Regions from separate parts of the Anser cygnoides genome. Here region 1 is linked to region 2. A link is a contact called in public Hi-C data. All regions are on one chromosome and are shown on one strand. The core of a region is the stretch at or near the end of the contact, and the rest is flanking DNA. Distances in the headings are between cores, read along the strand shown. Region 1 holds the start of STARD9 (StAR related lipid transfer domain containing 9). Region 2 overlaps STARD9 (StAR related lipid transfer domain containing 9).

Evidence for each region. A called contact is a pair of places that touch in the nucleus more often than the background predicts.
Region 1: a contact with region 2 is called in a Hi-C map of liver, with 2.5 times the contacts expected there. The contact joins the promoter of STARD9 here to the enhancer-like site in region 2. A contact is called at or near these places in 2 of 7 Hi-C or Micro-C datasets (granulosa cells and liver).

The regions. Positions count from the first base shown.
Region 1 is chr5:32,093,544-32,099,196 of Taihu_goose_T2T_genome, reverse strand. STARD9 (StAR related lipid transfer domain containing 9) reads left to right here and starts at 2,156. Exons shown (of 34, transcript XM_048064883.2): 1 at 2,156-2,288. The coding sequence starts at 2,242. It overlaps HAUS2 (HAUS augmin like complex subunit 2), which reads left to right. Exons shown (of 6, transcript XM_048065131.2): 6 at 1-4.
Region 2 is chr5:32,049,414-32,055,446 of Taihu_goose_T2T_genome, reverse strand. STARD9 (StAR related lipid transfer domain containing 9) reads left to right here. Exons shown (of 34, transcript XM_048064883.2): 4 at 5,394-5,510. Among named protein-coding and RNA genes, the nearest start is that of STARD9, 45 kb to the left of the region's middle. Within about 2 kb of position 4,611, at least 1 of the 3 cell types and tissues checked has open chromatin away from gene starts, as enhancers often do.

The DNA of each region.
Region 1 (5,653 bases), core at 907-3,406, 46 kb before region 2:
CCAAGTTTCTTGGTTTTCATTTTGTTATGGAATCCCACATTTAAAAACCAAAGACTGGTTCTAAGTGCTATGGAAGCACTATAGATAGGAACCTAATAGTTCAAACAAGGAATTATATTAGTTTTAGGTTACAATTTATTACAGCTATGACACGGTTGATTGGGAAAGCAGGGAATGGACTTGGTGATGTTTAGCAGTTCTACAAATTTGTAACCCATGTTTCTATGATAGTGATAAATACATTCTTCAGTCTCTCCTCTTCTATTGCTTGCCCTGTATTCAGTGATCTCCTTAGAATGTAATTTTTTCCATAAGTATGACTGACAACTTAGCTACTGTGCCTGTTCCAATTCACAGTCTCGGTAGCTTTTATGTCTTGAAAAGATGTGTTGGTAAAACGTCACTGCCAGGACATCTATAAACCAGGACAGTTGTCTTTTGTGAACACCCAGTTTTATATTGAAGAAGTGGAACAAACATGCAGATATATTCCCTTCTGTTACTGCATCCTCAGTTATCTTAATTCTTTTTAGCTACAACTTGATTTCTATTTTTAAAAGTGAGTCCTTTATTTTTTTGAAAGTAACCACTAGGTGGCTCAATACCACACAAATTTCACCGTAGTTTAGGAGAGGTGCATCAAAACAAAGTAAAATTAAGGAAAAAATAGTTAGTTCTATGTTGAACACCTTCTGTTCAGAGTTACTTGTAATTGGTCTACTCAGTATTAAATATTTGAAAATTTCCAAGAATTCTGTTATTAATCTTTTTAGACTACATTATTCCGAAGGGTATGATGTCAAAGAGTATAACTTAACAATTCTCTAATATAGTATACAAATGCAGCTGATTTTCCTGTGCAGATTTTCCTCTCTTCTGCTGCCAAGAAATGTTAAAAAGACAAATTACTTGGATTAAGTCAAGCAGAATGTCAAGAGATAGGAGGATCTGAGCATATAAACTGGAGTTTGAGTCCTGTAAGCTTTAATCGGATCCCATTGTGGGATTTGAGCCCGAGGTCCCCCATGGTTCATTTCATACTTTGAAAATGATGGTCTTTTTATGCAACTGCAGAGAAGCTGTGATTTTTACATTCTGTGAGACTGGAAGAAACAGAATCCAGACTTCTGGAATTATGGTTCGTTGTCTATATTGCTGGTTTAATCTCTCTCTCAAATTGTCTTACAGTGATGCTTTAGGTCAGTCAGGTAAACTAAAGATATTGTAATCTAAGGCTCAGAGAGATAGGATGAGAACATTTCTAGTTAGGTTATTCATTATAATTCCTTGAAATGAAGATGAATTTGTACTTTTGCCATATCCAAAGAGCGAAGCATATTTTCTTGTTTTACTCCAGTATTGGAGACTTGTCTGTGGAAATGGTAGGGTTTAGTGAATGCAATTTGTCATTGACGTACTGATTCTTTCTTTAGTATGACTGAAGGGCTAAATCTATTGAATCAGACGGTGGTTCACAGCTTGTAGTATTTATTTTAACATCTCTGTGGTGGGTCATGAATTGGGAAAAGCAAGTCTGAAGGATTCATTGTATACCTTCACTCTGGAAGGTTTCTGTATTGTGGTATCTTTCATTTAGATTCCATGTTTCTGGAGCTTAAGTCAAGTCACCTCAGGGGGACGTCTATACTTAAAGTATATATAAATAGTGTAATTGAAAGGGAATGTAAGCATAGATTGCTTTATAACGTGAACCTATCTGCTGTGAAAGTACTGTAGTTGAGTGTTCAGATACTGCCCAATTTCTAGTATTTAGAAATACCCAAACCAGAAGCAAGTGCAATAAAATTAACAACTTTTGTTTTGTTTTGCCAGTCAGAAATCCTGTAATAGGCCTGGTATCCTGTTTGTGGCTGACAAATGCTACTTGCTCTCACCTCTCCTCAGTCATGTTGGTATTTGACAGAGACAATATTCTAAACGCAAATTGTTCAAGTTTTGGTGGGTTTAATATTAAGTGTAAAACCTTTGTCAAGGCAATAGACTAAAATTGCTTTAAATTCATCTTTGGAGGTTTCAAATCTGCAGGAGGGCTAGCTATTGCCACCACTCCGCTCGCCAAATCCGGTGAGGGCGGTGTGAGGGCAGCGGGCCCAGGCCTGTGCTCGGGCCGGGCCCGCCCCGGGGGCGAGGCGAGGCGGGGTCGGGCGGCTCCGCCCCGGGGCGCGGAGCGGGGGGCGCGATGCGGGGCCGGGGCGCGGGCGGCCGGGCTTGAGGCGAGCCATGGCCAACGTCAAGGTGGCTGTGCGGGTCCGGCCGTTGAGCAAAAGGTGCGTGGGGGCGCCGCGGGGAGGCTCCGTGACAAGCTGGGGTGCGAGGCGGGGCCGGGCCGGGCAGCGCCGTGCTCGGGACGGGGAAGGGGGAGCGGGGCTGGGGTCGTCCCTCCGGCGCGCCCAGTGGCTCGGGAGGCTTGCTTAGGAACCCCGAGGCTTTCCTCCTCCCGGGCTCCCCCAGATGGGACAGTTGTCATCCAGCGTGAGGGAGGCTTCTCTTCCCCCTCCGTTGTTGCTGGATTTTCCAGAGCCGGACATTCCCACTGGCGCTCGGCGCTGCTCCGCTCCCTCCCCGGCTGCTCGTCTCCAATAGGAAGGGCGGCAGGCAGGCAATATGGCTTGAGGACAACTCCCCCAAACAAGAAGGTGCCGCAGCACAGCGCGCTTGTGGGCTCTGGATCTAACGTGTGGTTGAAACCCTGCTGCAGGCTGTGGAAGTTCGGGGAGGAAAAGGAAGGAAAAGCAGATTTTAGTGGCTAGTAATTTACGCCTCCTGTCAGAGGAATGCTGTAGCGCTCCGGGCAGAACTGCTCAGAGGGCTGTCGCAGAGATTGGAGGCTGCCTTCTGGTTAGTGTGAGTCCCACGTTGCCTTCTGACTTCACTGCCTTGTGTGATAAATAACCCTTTCACGGAGCGGGGAAAATGATTCTGGAAGAGGTGCCCAGCCAGCACACTTGCCTAGTTGCTTAACCAGCAATACAGCAGCACACTTTGCACTTTTAGGTTATGATTTGCCTGTGGACTTTTTGTAGGAAGATAGCAGAGAATGCTGAATAAAGTAAAATAATGTAAAAACAAATCCCAAACAAACTAAAAAACAACCAACCGAGCAAAAACCAACCAACGAAACAAACAAAAACCATACAAACAAAACAACAACAACAAAAAACTGCTAGTCTTAAATAATAGAAAAGGGAAAGGTGGAAAGTAATTTACAGGTTTTCAATAAATTTTACCTTTGGCTCAAAACCAACTGATCTAAAAATATTCTAGCCATAATGACATTAAGAAAACAGATGTTCGGGTAATATAATTCTGATCTATAACACAGCTGTGGATAGAACAGATTTTCATAGATAGTGGCATATTTTAAGAAAAGTTGCAGCATGGAATTAAGCAAAGTTTAGCCTTTCATTGCTTAGTGTTGCTTTAATGTTGGAGATATTCTCTAATTTACTTCCGTACTGGTAGTCATTCCTAGCACTGACTGGTTAAATAAATTGCCATTATACTCTCTAGAAATAAAAAGCAGTACACAAAGCAGTACACAAATGCGAAGTATTAACATTAAAATGCCACTTTGGTAATGAGATCAAGTTGTTCAGACCATAGGACTCTTTTGTTTCAGCCTTGCAGAGTTACTCTGGAGATTGCAAGTACTTCCAAGTTTGACTTGACGATGTATTTCATTGTGCAGCCAATTACATTTGTTTCTCCCACAATAGCATTTGGCTTTGCATCGCTTTTGGCTTATTGTTTCTTCCCCGATGGGCAGTATCTAACAGTGCATACGTGATTATAGCATTAAATAATGCCTATAACTCTGACAGGTAGGGTGTGACAAACAGTAAAACCTTTGGCATAGTCAGCGTGGGCCAGCAGTTTGATAGAGGGTGTAGTTTGGGACGGTGGGTGGGAACAGAAACACAGCCTGGTACACAAGGGTGAAATGAATCTGGCACTGAAATGGAAATGTTTGTACAAAGGGGAGAACGGAAACCCAGGGGATAAAATGGGCAGAGACTGTTAAATAATTCCACCTGCTCAATCTGTGGCAACATAACTGATGGGATGGGGAGGCAGAGACCAGTCTTGTGATATTTGGCCCCAAAGGCAATTGCTGTTTATTCCCTGCATTGTGTTGCCACAGCTGAGGTCAGCAAAAGTATTCATGGTGGCTTTTAATTTTTCATAAGGGGGAAGGAGAAGTGGTCAAATGTTGTCTGTGAATGCTCTGAACTTGCTTTATGGTCTTGACCAAAATTGCCTGAACATAATGACTTCAAGGCAAATACCACATATGTGAACACTTAACATAACCTCGATAGAGACTGCAAAGCCTAAAGCTTTCAGTGAGAATAGAGGCCTACTCTTTCTATTTCAGTTTCTTAAACCACCTCCATATTGTGGTCACTTACACCTCTCACCCTCTATATACACGCACGCCATGATGGCCATTAACAGGTGCCCATGTTGCCAGAGCTCCTAGGATCTGCTAGGTGCTTCAAAAGGAAAAGCTACCTGCAAAAAAAAATCGACTTAAACTGAAGTACAGTAATGTGTGCAATTGCAGTTCCAGTGATTAAACTTTGATTTTAAGAGTCCCGAAAATGGAGAAGCTATGAGCAAACGCTAGCACCAGAGCGTTAGTTGGTCGTTTCTAGACTATGCAAACTTTACGTACTTATTTCTTCATTTAATTTACATGGGCAGGCAAACTTTGTTTTTGCATCTTGAAGTTTACAGAATATTTGGAAGTTAAAATATCTTAATATGGGACATAACAAAATCCTACTTTCTGTATAAAGTATCTATTTATTATAAACTATTTTAATCACATCTGCTACTTGCTGTTTAGCGTAAGGCAAAGAGTGGTCTTTTTGTTTTGTGCCTGTACAGCACCCATCACAATGTATTCTTTGACACTCTGTGCCAGCTCTTCAGCTCCTATGCACAAATAATCCCCCATGGTTAAAAAGCACATACAGTTGTACAGAGTGCAGAAATTTTTCCTTTGACTGAACTTTAAATAGCTTGTGGCTAATGTTCTTCATAATGCCATCAGTCATTCTGTAACAGACTAAGCTATTTTTTGGCATCAAAGCATTGTCAGAAAAATCCCTTGAGTATGTTCCGTGGAGTGGCATTGCTTCCAAAAATCTTTATTACACATTTACAATTATAAGTCCAAAAAAAATTACATTGTGTTCACATGAATACTTGTTCTCCATAACTGCATTTGCCCCTTTTTGAACATCCGCAGTGTTAGGCATGCCTGTTGACTATTTAGGTAGGCCAGTAGAAACCAATGCTAGTTTTTATGTGCTGCTGGCTTTAAAAACATGTCTCTGTGGTAGCCTGCCCCAGTTGCAGTACCTAGTTGTGACAGCCGATTTCTCTTTCTGTGGTCCTCAGCTACGTGGTGCATGAGAGGAGGAAGGGGAGGCCGTGTCTGCACACGGGTGGTGTGTCCAGGACCGCATAGTCAGGACCAGCACAAGAGGGACATGGATGTATTAGAAAGAGTCCAGAGGAGGGCCACAAAGATGATCAGAGGGCTGGAGAACCTCTCCTATGAAGAGAGGCTGAGGGATTTGGGATTGTTCAGCCTGGAGAAGAGAAGGCTCCAGGGAGACCTTTC
Region 2 (6,033 bases), core at 3,362-5,861:
TTTTCTTATCAGTCCCAATTTCTTTTCATTCTTTCCCTTCACTGTTACTGGTTCTCAGTAGTTGTCATTTTTCCTAGTTGTTCCCCAACCTTCTCTCAGTGTTCAGATCTGGCTCTTGCCATTTTGAACTTAGCTCAGATTGTTCCCTTCTTCCTGTGTTCACATTCCCAGCCACTGAAAGTCATTGAGCTGCTCACTCAAGAGGGACTTCCTCTTTCTTCTGCTCTGAATTTAAGTGCTTTGTCTTAGGCATGTTCTGGCTCACAGCAGTCCAGTTTGGAAGCTCAGTGAAAGTCCTTCTCAGCTCATGAGCTGGAGCATGTCCAGAGCAGGAAGAATATACAAGAGAATTAGCTGTTGAATGATAGAATATCTCAAGTTGGAAGGGAAGGATCGTCAAGTCCAACTACTGAAATCTTAGTCCGTACTGAATATGTGGCAATTGCAATCTCTTATCCTGATTTCCTGAAGAAATACAATTTTGCAGTGGTTGTCTGTTTCTTGCCCACATTTCCCAGTAATTTTTGAACAAACTGGCTAGGTTGAACCAGATTTGAAAGAGGGGTGGAGATCTTGGATATTAGGTTCCCAGAAGTTTTGTGTGCTAGCTGGGTAGGGAAGGTACCCTAATCCTGCTTCTACTGAAGGAAACTTCAGGGTTCACTGGAGGCCTTGGGGAAACAGTTGCGGTGGCTCAAGGACTCTGTTACGATCATTTCGCATGATGAGCAACTGGTATCTGTAACTGGTGAGTCTTTATTGGCCTGCATGCTCATTTGAGTTCTGAGTGCCTGTCTTGTCCTTGGTGTATAGATTTACTATCAGCGATTACTTAAGCAGATTTCTGAACTCATGAGACTGATCTATAGGCTGTACAATGTCAAGGAACTTGACTTACAGCCTGTGTTGATGGATGATTCATGCCAAGAATCAGTTACAGTGATTTGCAGTGCAGTCATTAACGCTCAGATGCTTTTCCAAATAACTTTATTGAAGAAAAACACATTAATCTGTTATAGAGGTCAGCACTATATTTACAGTATCACTTTCTTCAGTACAACTTCTCTGAGAACAGGGGGATTGCATTGGTATTACTGAAAAGAAATGTCAGAATCGCTGTTTTAGGATGTACCTTGCTCAATGTTTATCACTGCACTCTAAAACAATGGCATGATTATGGTCAAGTGTTGCATGCTGTTCAGCTCCAGGTGTTAGATGTGATTGCCTGTTTAGTTAGGTTGTCACAATTATTGCAGGGTCCCTGGAACAAATCATGACTCAGTTTAGAAGCAGAAACTATGCTGGGACAGTATAGGGACACACCGCACACTGTCCACATGTGGCCAAATTTAATCAAGGTATAACATGTGAAAAAGAGTGAATTAGGAGCAATGGAAGATTCAGAACGTGTTGTGAAAGAGAACTCTGAAACAAATACAGGGTCAAGTTCCACAGCCCTTACTCATGTAAGAAATCCCACTGCACTCAGTCCCGATGAATCCCACCACTCAAGTAAAATAAAAAGCAACAGAGCTAATTGCACAGATTGCTATATTTATTCAATTACTATTTTTAAGTGGAGCTTCCATATAGAAGAAGGGCTGTAAGTAAAAACAGATGTTGAAGCACTGCTCCAAGCAACCTCTGAGAAAACCCAACCCCCAGCTTAATCCCTACTTTTATATTTTCCCACAACTCAGAAGGCAAGCCTCATGGACAAAGTGCTGCCTGTGATCTTCTTTTATACTTTCCAATACGTACGTGATTTATAAGGAACATTTTTTCTCTCAGTTTTAGTTGTGGAATCAGGAAACATTTAGATCTGAAGAGCGTAACAGAATAACTGTTTTTGTAAAAGCTCTGGGAGGATTTTTCATGGTAATTCCATTCTGCTGCTGGAAAGAAGAAACTCTTCTCTCCCCTTACCACATCAAATACAACTTTCCCTACTTACCTACAAGGTTCAGAACCCACTTTGTAATTGTTCTTTTGTTTGTTTTTTTTTTCACCTTTCTTTTGTCTGGTGCTTTGAAGCTACAGCTTTCAGTTTTTGCCTAGCCCATTTTAAGCTCCCTCTGATGCTAATGCTCAGGCTATTAAAATTCCTGGTGCTAAACTTTCCTCTTCTCCTCTTTTCTCTTAAACTGTGCACTTTCTTTTCATAGTGGCACCTTAAAATTGACATTTTCATGTGCTTCTTCTGTACTATTCATTTAAGCCCCGTCTCTGTCTTTTTGTGCGTTGCTGTGTTCTTTATACAAGTTCTAAACCAACGTCATGGCAAATATTTGGTTCCATGTCCCTCTATATAGGAATATCTGTGAAAGTAGTGTGATAATACTTTTAATTTCACCATAACTTTTAACCATTACACTATAACGTCAATTATTTTTTTCATTCCTCCTTCAATTACACACCACTGATGTATTTTGCTATTACATACTTTAGTTTTTCTGCTTTTAAAGGTTGACCTTTTTATGGTATATTGTTCCTCATAAGGAATTACTAGGCAGCTGTGTTGCAACCAAACTAGGAGTTCTTTGTGTGTGTTCTGGACTTTGTGCTTTCATTTAATTATTTAAGACTACAATTAGTTGTTCCTAATAATAAACAATACAGCTAAGGAAGGATATGTAAGGTCACTCACTGCCTCCTGTGGACTCCTGGAGCTGGGGCTTCCTCTTCCCCAACCCTTCGAGGCCAGCCCTGTGTGCCTCAAGCCCTGGAGGTGTCTCCATCCCACACTGATGGATGGGGTAGCTGCATTCCCCTTTGTGGGTTCAACCAGGCATGAGTCTTGGTCTGCATCCTAACACTACAGCTGCTGGCAGGGACAGAGGACACGGGACGCTGACAGAGCTGCCCATGTGGGCTGCCCTAGAAGCCTCTGCCTTCAGCAGCACCCACGTACAACACTAGCAGCACACACAAAACATAAGCATAGGCAGTCAGGTTCCCTTTATCCTATCCAGCTGGTTGGGGCTCAAGTTGGCTGGTGAAAATGCATGCCCTATAACTCTCCAGGTCTAGGAATGTGCATGTGCCTGTCTGCAGATCCCTCAGATACCAGCATGGGCCTATCTAATACTCTTGCCTGGAGCGTGAGCGCTACTAACTGCTGGGCAGGTCTTTTGCTTGCCTGGTAGCCCAGCTTGCTGCTCACTAGCAAATGTGCCTGTGCTCACAACCACCCTTCTGCTGAGTCCCTCAGCTACCACCATAGGCCCTCCATCCATTTAATATTCCTGGCTGGACTGTGGATCTCCCGCTCACTGGCACATCCAGTTTGAAGTTCACCAGCAAATTGCACAAGTGCACATCAACATGTACTGTGTCAAGAGAAAATGTCAGCCCTCCAAACCCCTCTTTTCCCATTACCCTTCTGGCCAGCAGCTGGCACCTGGGCCCTCAACTCTGATGCTGAGACCCTCACTTGCTTTACCCCAGTGGCTGGCACCTGGAACCCAGGCCCTGTGACCAATGGTCCCCTCTTTAGCTGCTGATACTGAGACACTCAGCCTGCTCCAGTTCCCTTAGTAGCTGGTACATAGACCCTGCGGCACGCAATCCCACTCCAGTTGCTGTCACTTACTCCCACTCACTCCACTTGCTGGTGCTGCTGGTGCGATGCCTGCTCACCTTCTGGCTCCATCACCAGCCCTAAACTTGCTCCAGTCTCACCAGCTGCTGGCATCTGGTCCTTACAGCACATGCGTGGGGTAGAGGGTGTGATTACATGGGAACATCAAGAAATTATTAAATAAGAAAATAGCATTGGCTGTGGTGGTCAGGTATGGGGCTCAGTCAGACAAGCGTACTGATCTGCTGCTTCTGTGAGACCAGCCACTTCTGCGCTCCTTCCTCTTCCCCAGTCCCCTTCCCTTAAATGTACCTTAATAAGCTTTGCGTAGCCCTGCAGCTGCACCTCAAGTATCCCAAATCTTTCTGTTCCTCTTATTTCCCCTGGCTTGTTGCTTAGCAAGTCCGGATTGGCCCTCTCTAAAGCTACATGTCAGTTTCTTCGTGGCCCATCAGGGACCGACTGGAGACTTTCTCTGCCTCTGTTGGCCCTTGTCAAGTCTGTTTGTGTCTGTGAGTTTTGTTCATGACTTTCAGTGTTACTTATGGCTTTCTTTGAATTGAGAAGGTCCTTGATCTGATAACCTGAATGAAGCAGATGTTCCCACATTCTACATACCTTTACACGTATAGGCAGGGGTAGTCAAATTCTTCTAAATGGGGATGTTATTGATTTTTCAGATGAAAATTAGCTCCTTGTTTCAGTTTGAGTTGAAGTACAATCTGAAAATAAAAGTCTCAGGAGGAGGATTTTAATCTCTTCTGGGCAGTTTAGATGGAGTGGTAATAACTATGAAGTTCATTTTTCTATTGAATTGTATATCAAATTAATACATTTATCTGTCTGCTGGAGAACCAAATGACCTGGTAACGGAAATCCTATGCATCATTCTATATACCTTAGCTAGTTTCCTGTGTGAATGGCAAGATCATTAATAGTTGCAACATTTCTTTTGAAAGGCTAATGCTGTGTTAAGGGCTTGGCGGCCTGCCTACTGGAACCTTTTGATCCAATGTGCACTTCCTAGAAAACTTTGCCAGGTGTCTTTTCAGCTGGTCTGTGGCAAGGCTTTGATGTTCTGAGAACATGGCCACAATTCGGGGCAGCTGTGTCTCCGAAAAGGAAAGGGAAAGCAGAATGAACTATTATCCCTGCCTCGCAATGTGAGTAGTCTAGCTGTCATGGCCCAACTTCTGCAGCCGCGGCGAGACCAATGTGAGGTTTGGAAGCTACTGACGGTGGTAGCCATACCTGGCTCTGTGTTAGGAGCAGCAGAAGGCACGTCACTGTGTGTGTGCCACGAACAGAAATGCACTTTAACATTTGGTGGCATTGCTTACTGACCAAATGGGTCAGAAAGAAGCATTGCCTGGGTGAAGTATAGCTTGCAGGCTATGGGTTAGGCTTTGGTTTTGACCTGTAATTCTCTTGTCTAATGCTCCTATTGATGTCATTGCTTCAAAGAGATGCTTTTCTGCTAGATTTATAGTGAGGACTATAAAAATATGGGTGGGTGGGGAAAGAGGATCCTCAAGAATTTACACGTCTTTTATTTTAAGCATAAAATAAGAGAAGGCAGGCAGGAAATCACAGTTAAACAATGCTCAGTTTGTGCTTGGCATACCAGTGTTTGGATGATCTGACGGGCGAATGCTGGACACTTGACATTGTGCCTGATAAATTAGAAATACAAATGCTATGAAGCTCATTGTTCATATGGTGTTATTAAAGCTGAAAGGTCTACAAGTAATGCAGATTGTTTCTAGGGAGGTATGTTACTCATGGACTGTTATGTCTCTGTTGGTCTTTCCAGGTGTTCCAGGACCTTGGCACTTCTGTGTTGTCAGGTGCATTTAGAGGATACAACATCTGCCTTTTTGCATATGGACAAACAGGTTCAGGAAAAACTTACACAATGATGGGAACACCTGTGAGTTACACCATTTGTTTTACACTTAGGGTTGAGGGTGGGATGTAGAAACATTGTTTTATTCTTAAACTGTGATTATGGTGCTGGTTTAGCAGAATGCTCGTGTATGTTTTTTCTTGGTGTTTTTTATATATAAAATAAGAGACAAACCTTTAGCCTTAGGTAAATAACATAGCATCGGCTAAAAAAATAGTGAATGTGGTGGTGTTGAAATATTTCTTATTTCTTTATTTTACTGTGTGTGAAACTTATTGCTGACTTAGAAGACATACTTAGAAGTATTTCTTCTCATGGATTTTTTTGGCAATTCTAGCCATGCTGAAATTAAATTATGTTCACAAATAAATCTGGATATAATTCAAAGGAATACTTTTATAACAAGCTTCATTATCTACTTGAGACATTTATCTGTTGCAGAAGCTATACTTTGGCCTGTGGAAACTAATATTTGCTTTGCTTCCAGCTTTGAAATGAATTGAATGGTGTTTTTAGAAACTGTTGCATGTTAAGTTACTTGGCTGCC